2 separate regions of the Drosophila melanogaster genome follow, and region 1 is linked to region 2. Evidence: chromatin contacts called from public Hi-C data. All regions are on one chromosome and are shown on one strand. Each heading gives the region's core, a stretch centred on a gene start, on an enhancer-like site or on the middle of the called end of the contact. The rest is flanking DNA. Distances are from core to core; before and after follow the strand shown.

Region 1 (5,344 bases), core at 593-3,092, 2.7 Mb before region 2:
GAGGTAGTTTACGTTCACGCCAGGACATCCAGGCTAAGGCGTGCTTTTGGTGGTTCATAAGCGATACCTTCAGGCCAACAGGGTCCTCTGCGAGCACTTCGGGTCCAGGAAGGTCCTCGAGTGAGACGTGGAGGTCCTACAAAAACAACCATTAATTTCTGTGCAAATATATGAAAAAAAAAAAATGCACGAATCACTTATTCAGTATTCGAGGTTTTAATCATGGCCTGCTCTTGGACAGCCACCGCACAGTAACTCGTGCCCAGCGACTGCCAAGTATGAGCACGCTTCTCAGATATCCGTTCTGACTCATCACATGGAGTAAGGCAAAAGATAGTCTTTGGTTTTTAGGTACTAGCAATAATTGCATAGGACTTGAAAATACATCCTAAGACTATATATTAGACGAACTAACTTGACAGCCCTATTAACCTTACCTTTAGCGATTCCAGGGTCAGTGCCTTCTGGTTGTTAAATGTGGCCATTCCTTGGGCACCCGTGTAGACGGGCTTTATTTCATTGACCGCCTCCGACAACTCATCCCAGTCAAGAGTATCGATTGATGGAGCTCTGGGTGGATTTAGTGTTGGCTTAACCACTCTGACGGCAGGCACATTACTCTGCTGAACCCTTAGTGCGCTAATCCATTGCTCGTCCATTGCGAGCTCACGGCGCAGGGTGTCAATGCGCTTCATAATCTGGCTGCCCTTATCGGGCAGCTTGTGGGCCACTTTCTCGAAGAGCTTCTCCGCATCGCTTACCTGAACGCGCTTTTCGGCCAGCTTACGCATCTCCTCATCGTAGACCACCTGGCTGACCACCTTCTGGTCCTCGCTCTTAATCCGAGATCGACGTGGAGCGGCAGGAGATGTCTTTTGCTTAAGAACCGCTTGTATTGTTGGCTGACTGAGATTCTTGCTTGTCTTGACCACCGAAGCGCCAGCACTGCTTCTGGGCGACAAAGACTTTGATGGGCGTTCAAACGGCGGGCCGGACATGTTTTCCTTATTGGTGGTGGCATCGTCGTCTGTGCTGGATAGTATCTCAATAGGTGTCTCCTTGTTGCTGAGTATGAGCACATCACTGCCACTGGAGTCGTCCAAGACCTCAGAATCCGCAGCGCCAATCGTCGAATGGAGGTCGTTCTGTATATTACCAGCAAACTGTGTGGTGTAGCGCGGCACGACCGCTTCGGCAGTGGGTGCCTCCGTGGGTCCCTCCTGCACTTCATCGCTGTACTCGATCTCGCTGTCGTCATCGCTGAGATCCTGAGGCCGCACTCCAGTGATGCTCATGCGGGTGCTGGGTGACAAAGCGCGCTGTTCCAGCTCGTCCTCCTCATCCTCGCTATCGGAGGGGATTCCCAAGGGCTTCCTCTTAGTGTTCCTAGCGGACGGACGAACGCTGTCGTCCTCAGAGTCTTCTGACTCCTGGGAATTTTGCGAGTTGTCGGACTCATCGGACTTTTCGGATTCCGCAGTCTCACTCGACTGGGACTCTTCCTCCTCTGATTGCGTTTCATCTATAACCACGCCAGCGCTGCTGGGGCGCGAGGATTTGCTGAGTCGCGACGATTTGCTGAGCCGCGAGGATTTCCTTGATCGGCCTGTATTGCATGTTAAGTGAATGACATGAACTGGGCACCAAACTAAAAGCGATCCAAAAATTACTTACCTAAACTGGAGTTGTTGACCACCGAGTCTTCCTCCTTGTCACTATAATACTCGCTGTTTTCACTGGACATTTTTAGCTATAGGTATTTTACAAAAAATGCTTGTAAATCAGCGCCATTTATTTCAGAATGGAGATGCCACCTGATCAAAACAATGCCACAAACTATCGATATTTTAGAAAGCAGAAGATCGCGCCGAGTCGTGTGGCAGGCCAAATAGTTTAAACATCAAAAATCGAGCCTACTGCACATATTTTGGTACCATCTGCCCACAGTGTGAACGCTTCGCAACGAAATGATCGGTTATAATGCACCTTTTAAAATCGATTATCGATTACCCGGTGTTTATTTTAAAAGATTTAATGAATCTTTTAACTTGTCGCTTCGTTTTTTGAGCTTTTAGTTATCAAATGGAATTAGATCGTAGGTTTTCCGGGAGCATTTACTTTGTTGTTCATCCTAATAGAGTCGTTTTCAGTTCCACGGAGTCCGTGTTCGAGATCGGACTTGCCGCCGTGTTGCAGTTTATCTGTGATCTCAAGCTTAAATAATACCCAATCCAGGTATGGAAGCAGTCCAATATACCCAATGGAATCATCTTCACCATCAGATACAACCGAAATCCACAAACAATCGTGCAGCATTCAAGACCAGAGCAGCGTCCCCGTGCCGGACAGCTCTGGTGAAATTAACAACTGGATGGAGCCTGAGCCAGTTGACAGTCTCGAATTGTCAGGTGGTAAGAACCTGGAACATGCAATGCCACTTCTTCTTACTTACCTCGACCTTTCCCCAACAGAATATGCCGACAATGAAAGTGCAATTTTTGTCAGTGCTTCGGAGTATAACGAAAAAAAAGCACAGATCGATCAGCTGGTGCAAAAGATACTCACAATGGAGCAGCAGCAGCGGCAACTGGAGGAGAACGCGTCCGAAACCAAGGAGCTTTGCGATTTAAAGTTGCACCTGGAGAAGCTCAATGCCCGCCTGGAGGCGCTGGGCGAATTCCTGGACACTTTGCGTTTGCGGGAGGACCAGCAGGAGATCAAAATCGAAGATAACTCGGAACTGGTGGACCACACCGAGCAGCCCAAGTGGAGCAATTTGTACTCCGGTCTGAACCGCTATCGACAAAAGGCCAACCACACTGCAGCGCAGTTCTATCAGCACAAGAGCAACATAATCGACAGTCTGAAGGTAAAATACTGACTATTGCACACCAAGGATTAATGGTTTAATAGCCAGGATTAATTGCTTTTATGCTTTTTATTAGTACTTTTATAAATTGTATATTTTTAAATCTTTAAATGCGCCCTATTCTAGACCCTGTATGAGCCCATTCAGCCACGTCCTGCAATCGATGACTTGGAAAAGCAACCCGCTTTGCTGTTAGTGCGCCTGCTAAAGCATCAGCAGTCTTGCTTGAAATGGATGCAATTTCGTGAGCGTCAGAAGATCTCTGGAGGAATCCTTGCCGACGACATGGGCCTTGGAAAAACTCTATCTATGATAGCCCTAATCTTGGCTTCGGAAGAAACTAAGAACAGAAAACGAGAAGAAAAGAAGAAAGCCTTGACGTTAAAGTGGACTCAGGAGTTTAATCGAGTATATTGTAAGGAAATCCGTAAAATCAGCATGTTTGATGATGAAGAAGAGTCTGGAAAGGAGGAGGAGCAGTACGAGCCGCCGGAGAAGCGCACCTGTCACGTGAAGACTAAAAAAATCAATCAATTTCGAATTTTGGATGATGATGATAATGATGCCGGAGACAAAGCTGTAGTGGAGGATGAACAGAAAGATCTGCTAGCAAAGACTCCCGAACCAGAGGTTTTCAGTTCGGATGAAGAGGAGGAGCACTTATCAAACGGCCGCTATCCCTCGGCAAACACATTAGTTGTTTGCCCCATGAGCGTTATGTGTCAGTGGGCCCATGAGGTGGCCTCCAAGGTAGCGCAAAATGCCATTAGGGTGCTGACTTTTCACGGACCCAATCGCCATGAAATCGGAATAGAGGCATTCAGGAGCTATGATTTAGTCATTACCTCGTATAATCTCGTAGTAAACGAGCTTAAACGATATGGAAACACTTCTCCACTGTTCGCCGTGTACTGGAACCGCGTGATCCTCGACGAAGCTCACATCATTCGGAATTCTAAAACCAACTGCTGTAACTCTGTATGCCAGTTGCGGGCGCATTGTCATTGGGCCCTGACTGGAACGCCTGTCCAGAATCGGGGCGTCGATGTGTTCGCCCTGCTGCGGTTTGTAAATGTACCAAACTTTCAGGACCTCCAGCAGTGGAAAAAGAACCTAAACGAAAGCATGCTCGGACATCGCCGACTTAACTTTATAATAAAACCACTAATGCTGCGCAGGACAAAGCAAAAGCTACAGGCATCTGGCGACATGCCTGCGCTGCCTTCCCTTAAGATTGAACTTATATGCGTACAGCTATCGAAAACTGAAATGGCCGTGTACCAGATCCTGTCTGCCATATCCAAAAAAATCTTTACACAGTTCCTGCTCCAACGCGAGAAGGGCAACAGTGATTTAAATTATTACTCTCTGGAAAGAACCCCACAGTTTATAGCCGGACATATGTCCGACGAAAGGTACAACGAGATCTACGAAAGATTCCTTAAGTCGCTTGGCTACAATCCAGGGGAAAAGATCCTTGGTATCTATATCCTGGTGCTACTGCTGCGGCTACGACAGTTTTGTTGCCATCCGGGACTAATGATTGGGGTAAATATATACATATTTTACTTTATCACCCCACATAATCATACTCAACATCTTTCGTTAGATGCTGCGTGGTGCTTTGACCGCCGAGGACGTCCAGAACGTGAAGGTGGATGCCTCAGACGTGGAGGGCCAGCTCAAGATGGATGTCCTTGCCGAGTTGGATAAGTTTGACGAAACCGATAGCGAAGATGACTGTTGTGACGAGGAGGACAGTACTAGAAGAGATGGCAATTTCAAGTTGGAAGTGATAAAAGATGAAATTAAGGAGGAGAATGTGCCATGGGATTCTGGTGATGACCTGCCAACGGCCAGTTCTTTTGAGGATCAACTAGATAGTGCCAGAGCTCTTAAACTGCTCAATCCCCAGAATCCCATCTTTCAGTTCATACGCCCTTCTGCCAAACTAAAGATGGTCATTGATAAGCTAGAGGAACTGCTCACAGGCACCAACGACAAAATCATTGTTACATCTCAGTGGGTAAGCTATCTCGCAATCGTCCGTAAAAGACTGCAGGATCTATCATGGGAAACACTTGACTTTAATGGCCAGCTGACCGCCAAAGAACGCGAGATTGTACTGCGAGACTTTAACGCGAATAACGAGAAGCGCGTTCTTCTACTCTCCCTCACCGCTGGCGGAGTGGGACTGAATCTGAACGTGGCCAATCATATGCTAATTGTGGACCTCCACTGGAACCCGCAGCTGGAGCGACAGGCTCAGGACCGCATTTATCGATATGGTCAAACTAAGCCTACCTTCATCTACCGCTACATGTGCCAGGACACTGTAGAGCAACGAATTAAGTCCCTGCAAGATTGCAAGCTAGAAATTGCGAAAGTTGTGCTTCCAGAGGAAGGAGGAGAAGTGACCAAATGTGTTGGCGGTGGTCTCAACCTCGCGGAGCTAAAGAAACTCTTCGAGATGTG
Region 2 (5,836 bases), core at 1,290-3,789:
CTCACACACACAGCCAGCCCCATCGTTCAGAGTCTCTGTCTTTCTCATATAAATACTCAGCCCACTCATTATACATACTCACCCTAATGCGAACAATAAAAAAGGAAAATGTTATTTAATTGAATTTATTTAAGCCTGCCTTTTCACCTGATGACGATGGCGATGTGATGATGATGGTTGGGTTCGTCGGCATGGCAGAACACTTATTTCACCTTAATAATCAAATGAGTTTCCGCTCTCAAATTACGGCCGCAATCTGTTTAACCCGCCGTATCTTAGCCGTATTCGTGGCACCTGTGCAGGGGCCATCTGCACCTGTCTATATGTCTTGGCTGTGAACTGGGGTTGGGTTGGCCCCAAGTGCCGGTATGTATGAGAGGTTAAGTGGGTGGAGGCTCAGGATTCCCCTCCCGCTCGCCGTGTAGTGCCCGCGGTGTCGACAGAAGCTGAAATACACAGAGTGGTGCGAGGCAAGTGTTCTCATTATCCTTGTGCTCTACTTTTTACAGCAGTTGGCTCTGTGGTGCCACGCACAGTGGGTCTGGGCGATTTGTCTCCGGCGGTCGGTGGCCACTTTCCACCCGACTTCGCGTCGAGAGCATAAGGGGTTAAGTAATCAATGACACAATCTGCAATTTTAATGGTGGCGACGCTGCTCTAGAGCGTGGGTTTTCCAAGTGTGAGCCGTTTGATCGCAATCCATTGATTGGAAATTTTGTGAGCAGGAGTATCTACATTGTACCATATTGAATTTAAACTGAAGGGGCATTTGGTCTTTACCGGATTTAGGAATTAAATAGCCACTGCGGGGAGTGTAACTTTTGACTTCCAATTAATAAATCCATTATTTAATTACTTTGTTTAAATCCAGCTGCCGAAGAGGGAAATAAATTACATTTGAACGCGATAATTCGCTTCAATCTTCGTTGGACATGTTCAACAATCGGAAATTCCTTTGCCAACATTATTTCCAACCCATATAAGTGCCTAATGAGCTCCTGGAAAAGTCATCGCGGAATAAATTAATTAAGTGCTTTGAAAACGAGAACCATTCAGTTCAGTTGCATTGCTGATTTACGGCAACTGTCAGAAAGTATAGCGCCGCGTTCAGCACTTCACTGTCTATACATCCGAATGGATTTCACGGACCATTGCACACTGCTCCCACCCACAGGAGCCACATACTCCATGCCCAGGGTTCTCCTCTGTTGCCCCAGGGTCGTGGAAACATCATTTACGATATAATTCTTATTGAAATACACATTTGAATTAACAGTTCCCCCCGTCTCGATGGAATGAGATGGGATAGGATGCGATGGGATGGGCTAAAATGGGTTGGATAGTAGGCCAGGCCAGTTGAACTGAGATGAGGCTGGAAAAGGGAGTGCTTAGCAGGCAGCTTAATGAATTCATGTTCGGACACAGTATGCACACATCTATAGGGATGACCACGGACTCCCAGTTCCAGCGACGGCCTCTTTTTGTGTTCCTGTATTTTTAATTATACACACGTCGTAGCCATTACATTCCATTCGGTATTGTTGTCGCTACATAGGTGACCTCCTGCACTTCAAAAGTATTTGCACTGCATTTCGGCTTGAAAGTTTCTAAAGCCGCACATTGGAATTTTTGAATAAATAAGTATATATGGATAACTCCCTCCAAGGGCAAACAGTAGTATAGAAGATATAATTCGTTCTTTTCCTCCTCAACTTACATGTTTTCCTAGCCCTTGTAGGCCATAAAATGTTTCGAGTGTGGTTCCACCTGCAATCCTTATTCGCATTCGCCATGCCAGTTGCCCGGGTGTGACAGCAGGAGCAGACATTTGGCTCCTGGCTGTGGGTGTGGATTTGGCAGAGACTGGGGCTCCGGATCCTCAGAAACCAACTCCCATCAACGGCATCAACATATTACTCGTACCATCATCGATGCCAGGCGGCAAACGAATATCCAGCCGAAATGTTTGGTTTAATTGGTTTTGTGTTCAGCATTGAATGGTTTATGGGCCGCTTGTGTCTGTCGATGTTATTGTTGGCGTATCCCACATTCTGGGGGATGGGAGATGCCTTTGGACCGCCATGTTCCTTGCCGCAAACTCTTCCAGCCACGTGTACTAGAACGATGTGTCGTTTTGTCAGATTCGGTAATGTAAATTCAGACATATCCTTGTTTTACCTACATTCGCATATAACTTATGTTCCCTCCACTCCTACCCACCACTGCTCGTGGTGTCGGAGGTCTGATGTGGTGACAGCTGTGTGTCTGTTTGTAATGGATAAGTGTTTCCCTGTTCCGTAATTAGCACAAGATTAGCGAACTCACAGACAGCAAACAAAGGGCTGATTTGGCTTGTCTTTTGGCGTGATGCGTGGAATGTATGGGTGGGATATATTGTATAGGATTAATGGAATCTTCACTTGTCTGTTTCCCATTCAAGCCTAAAGAAATAATGAAGGTATATAAAAGGAGGTAAGGACTACCTGCAAAACATTTCGAAAATAAAGGTCAAAGTAGGGCCTGGAGTCGAGCTAAGTTGTCAATGTCGTTTGCGTCCCAGTCCAAATTCAGTTTACATTACTCGGTTACCTCAGTCCGAAGCCACTAGACATATATTTTTTAATATTTTGTAAGGTGCGTAAATACTTAACATTTTTTTTTAAAGTTTATTGATCGATAAACACGGTTTGTGCAGAGATTCCTTCCATTATGGAACGATTCGCACTGACAACCTGCATTCGCCGTGTCTGGATCATGTCCGGATGGCTGCGCCAGGAGGCGGCAATAGCAGCCGGCATGTTGGTGGTGCAGCGACACCAGGTTGAGCTGAGGAATGAGGAGGAGGAGGGGCTCAAAGTCGGACAGCAGACTGCATCCAGTGGCGGTGACGTGGGCGTGGACTCGCAAGGAAGACTCCGCCGCGTGCGGCTGCTAGACGACTACATTGTGCCCTTTGAATGCGGTCTTTGATTCTCGATCCCCATCTCCTGTTCACCGATATGGTTCTGGGCCACAGCGCAGTTAGTTCATTTCGCATTCGAAGCAGTTGGCATTCAAGTAGTTCGATTCGTGAAACCGCTTCTCCAAATTTTGGTCAGACGGAATCTTCATTGTATGCGCTCTACGTGGACGGAGAACGAAAACAAATATTTTAATCGAAGATATAGCCCCAAAAAGCATGTTATTGTAAAATTTTATATTTTCACGAGTAGTTCGCGTTAATCTCGACGTTTTAGCGACATTAAAATTAAACAATCAATGGTGAACACTTTTTATGGTTTACTGAGCTTATAAATCGAGATTGGAATATTTCCGAGATTCCATAAAAAGTTGGAACTAGCCTGGAATTAAATGGCATCCGTTTGAAAGGCTTTTAAATACCCATTACTCATGAAGTGGAAGTGGAATCTTGATGGAAATGTGCAAAAAATAAAGAAAATTCGAGAGGAAAAGTTCATTTATTGCAATTGCTGTGTGTCATGTGCTGCATCTGCGTCAGTAGAATGCGTAAACTACATTTTCTAGCATTTCTTGTTTATATGAACAGACGGATGATTGGACCATGGCCATGCAGTTACTGTTTATGTAATTAAGCTAGATTACTATGTTATCAACATTGTCCCAGATTTTTATGCATGTATACATTTTTTGCAGGTCCATCGCAGCAGACGCAGCGCGAACGATATCTTGGGTAGGCATAAGCCTTACGATGAAGAGGCGGCGAAGGCGCAGCTGCAAAAATCTCTGGACAAACTGACCGCGGGAGAGGGTCCCCATTACAAGTAAGCTTGTATCCATTAATTCAAGTGACTAAACCAATAATGTAAGAGCAAAGGGTATGCTAGATTTAGCGTAACAGAGTTACAATCTGAGTTGATCTGGTCATAACCATAAAAGCTAGAAAGTTAAGACTAAACATGCAGAATGTAGAGAAGTAAGGTTCAGAAACTATTCAAAAATGTAACGTACACACTTTTGAAGAACTTGTAGGATTTTCTTCATTTTATTATATTAATAAGCATTAAGTAGATTTGTCTGATTCATTATAATTGACTCGCTCGTTTGCTGTGCTCTAGAATTGTGAAAGTATACTCAGCCTCGCGGCAAGTGGATTCAGGCATCTTGACCCGCATCGATGCGGATCTAATCGACGGGTCGGAGGAGCAGCACCGCTGTATCGTGGATATCTGGACAAAGGTCTGGGTGAGGAAGGATGAGCACGAAATCACCTTTAAGTGCCGCAACCAGCCGGTGGTCCAGGCCCGACACACGCGATCCGTGGAGTGGGCCGAGAAGAAGACGCACAAGAAGCACAGCCATCGCTTTGACAAGGTGGACCACCTCTTCTACAAGTTCCAGGTGCGATTTGGCCGTCGCTACGTAAGCACCGCCGAGCGCCAGATGCGCCTGCGCATTTTCCGTCAGAACCTGAAGACTATCGAGGAGCTAAACGCCAACGAGATGGGCAGCGCCAAGTACGGCATCACGGAGTTTGCTGATATGACCAGCTCGGAATACAAGGAACGCACGGGACTCTGGCAGCGTGATGAGGCAAAGGCCACTGGCGGATCGGCGGCTGTCGTACCGGCTTACCATGGTGAACTGCCGAAGGAGTTTGACTGGAGGCAGAAGGATGCTGTCACCCAGGTGAAGAATCAGGGATCCTGCGGTTCATGCTGGGCCTTCAGTGTGACCGGCAACATCGAAGGCCTGTACGCAGTGAAAACGGGCGAATTGAAAGAGTTCTCCGAACAGGAGCTGCTGGACTGTGATACCACGGATAGTGCCTGCAACGGCGGCCTCATGGACAATGCTTACAAGTAAGTTACGAGGGAATGAACATTACGATGTAGATACTTATGTAATAATTCCTCCGCAGGGCCATTAAGGATATTGGCGGCCTAGAGTACGAGGCTGAGTACCCATACAAGGCCAAAAAGAATCAGTGCCACTTCAACAGGACTTTGTCCCACGTTCAGGTTGCCGGCTTCGTGGATCTGCCGAAGGGAAATGAGACCGCCATGCAGGAGTGGCTTCTCGCCAATGGTCCCATTTCGATCGGTAAGTCGATGCAGAAAATTAACCCCAAAGCCCACTTAACCAGATCATTTCTCTAGGCATCAATGCGAATGCTATGCAGTTCTATCGCGGCGGAGTTTCCCATCCGTGGAAGGCCCTGTGCTCCAAGAAAAACCTCGACCACGGTGTTCTAGTTGTGGGGTATGGCGTCTCCGACTATCCCAATTTCCACAAGACCTTGCCCTACTGGATTGTGAAGAACTCGTGGGGTCCGCGCTGGGGAGAGCAGGGCTATTATCGCGTTTATCGTGGTGACAACACTTGCGGCGTCAGCGAAATGGCCACTTCGGCTGTGCTGGCCTAGACTTGCTTTGAGTCCAATTATATACAAGCATACGACTATATCTAGGTTAATAATTTAGCCAGTAACTTTGTGTACAATTAATTCTGTTTCCATGTTCTTCAACCGTCACGATAAGGAGTCGTTGAGTTTCAAAGCTTCGCCTATATAGTATAATCATTTCAGACATCTGTAATCTCACGAAAAAGTCTGCATCCACATATTCCGCTTTAATTGAAAATAACAATAAATTGTACAAGAATTAAAACCTGGTTGGGTTTATTATTGAATCCATGACAGCTCTGGCCGCAGCAACAGTTGGTCAAGATTGATGGTTGGTTGGATCAAGAAAAATGTTGAATTTATGTGAGATGTATTCAAATTATTCGATTAAAATGGTTTGATTAAATATGGGTGCCAGAGTATTATTGGCTGTTAAGAAATATTTATAACTGCTTCAATTACTGGAACATTTGA

The links. A called contact is a pair of places that touch in the nucleus more often than the background predicts.
Region 1: a contact with region 2 is called in a Hi-C map of the Kc167 cell line, with 2.4 times the contacts expected there. The contact joins the promoter of lds here to the promoter of CG33293 in region 2. A contact is called at or near these places in 5 of 107 Hi-C or Micro-C datasets (the Kc167 cell line, the S2 cell line, cellular blastoderm embryo and 2 more).

The regions. Positions count from the first base shown.
Region 1 is chr3R:7,916,929-7,922,272 of dm6, reverse strand. It overlaps lds (lodestar), which reads right to left and starts at 1,842. Exons shown (of 5, transcript NM_080111.4): 1 at 1,675-1,842; 2 at 438-1,606; 3 at 1-136. The coding sequence starts at 1,744. It overlaps CG10445, which reads left to right and starts at 1,974. Exons shown (of 5, transcript NM_001260045.1): 1 at 1,974-2,095; 2 at 2,151-2,411; 3 at 2,472-2,869; 4 at 2,996-4,417; 5 at 4,479-5,344. The coding sequence starts at 2,261. scaRNA:MeU2-C41 (small Cajal body-specific RNA : MeU2-C41) reads right to left here and starts at 321; the gene lies at 200-321.
Region 2 is chr3R:5,237,438-5,243,273 of dm6, reverse strand. CG33293 reads left to right here and starts at 2,539. Exons shown (of 2, transcript NM_206428.2): 1 at 2,539-2,634; 2 at 2,696-3,260. The coding sequence starts at 2,710. The coding sequence ends at 2,970. CtsF (Cathepsin F) reads left to right here. Exons shown (of 6, transcript NM_169033.4): 3 at 3,655-3,782; 4 at 4,077-4,820; 5 at 4,880-5,061; 6 at 5,118-5,623. The coding sequence ends at 5,383.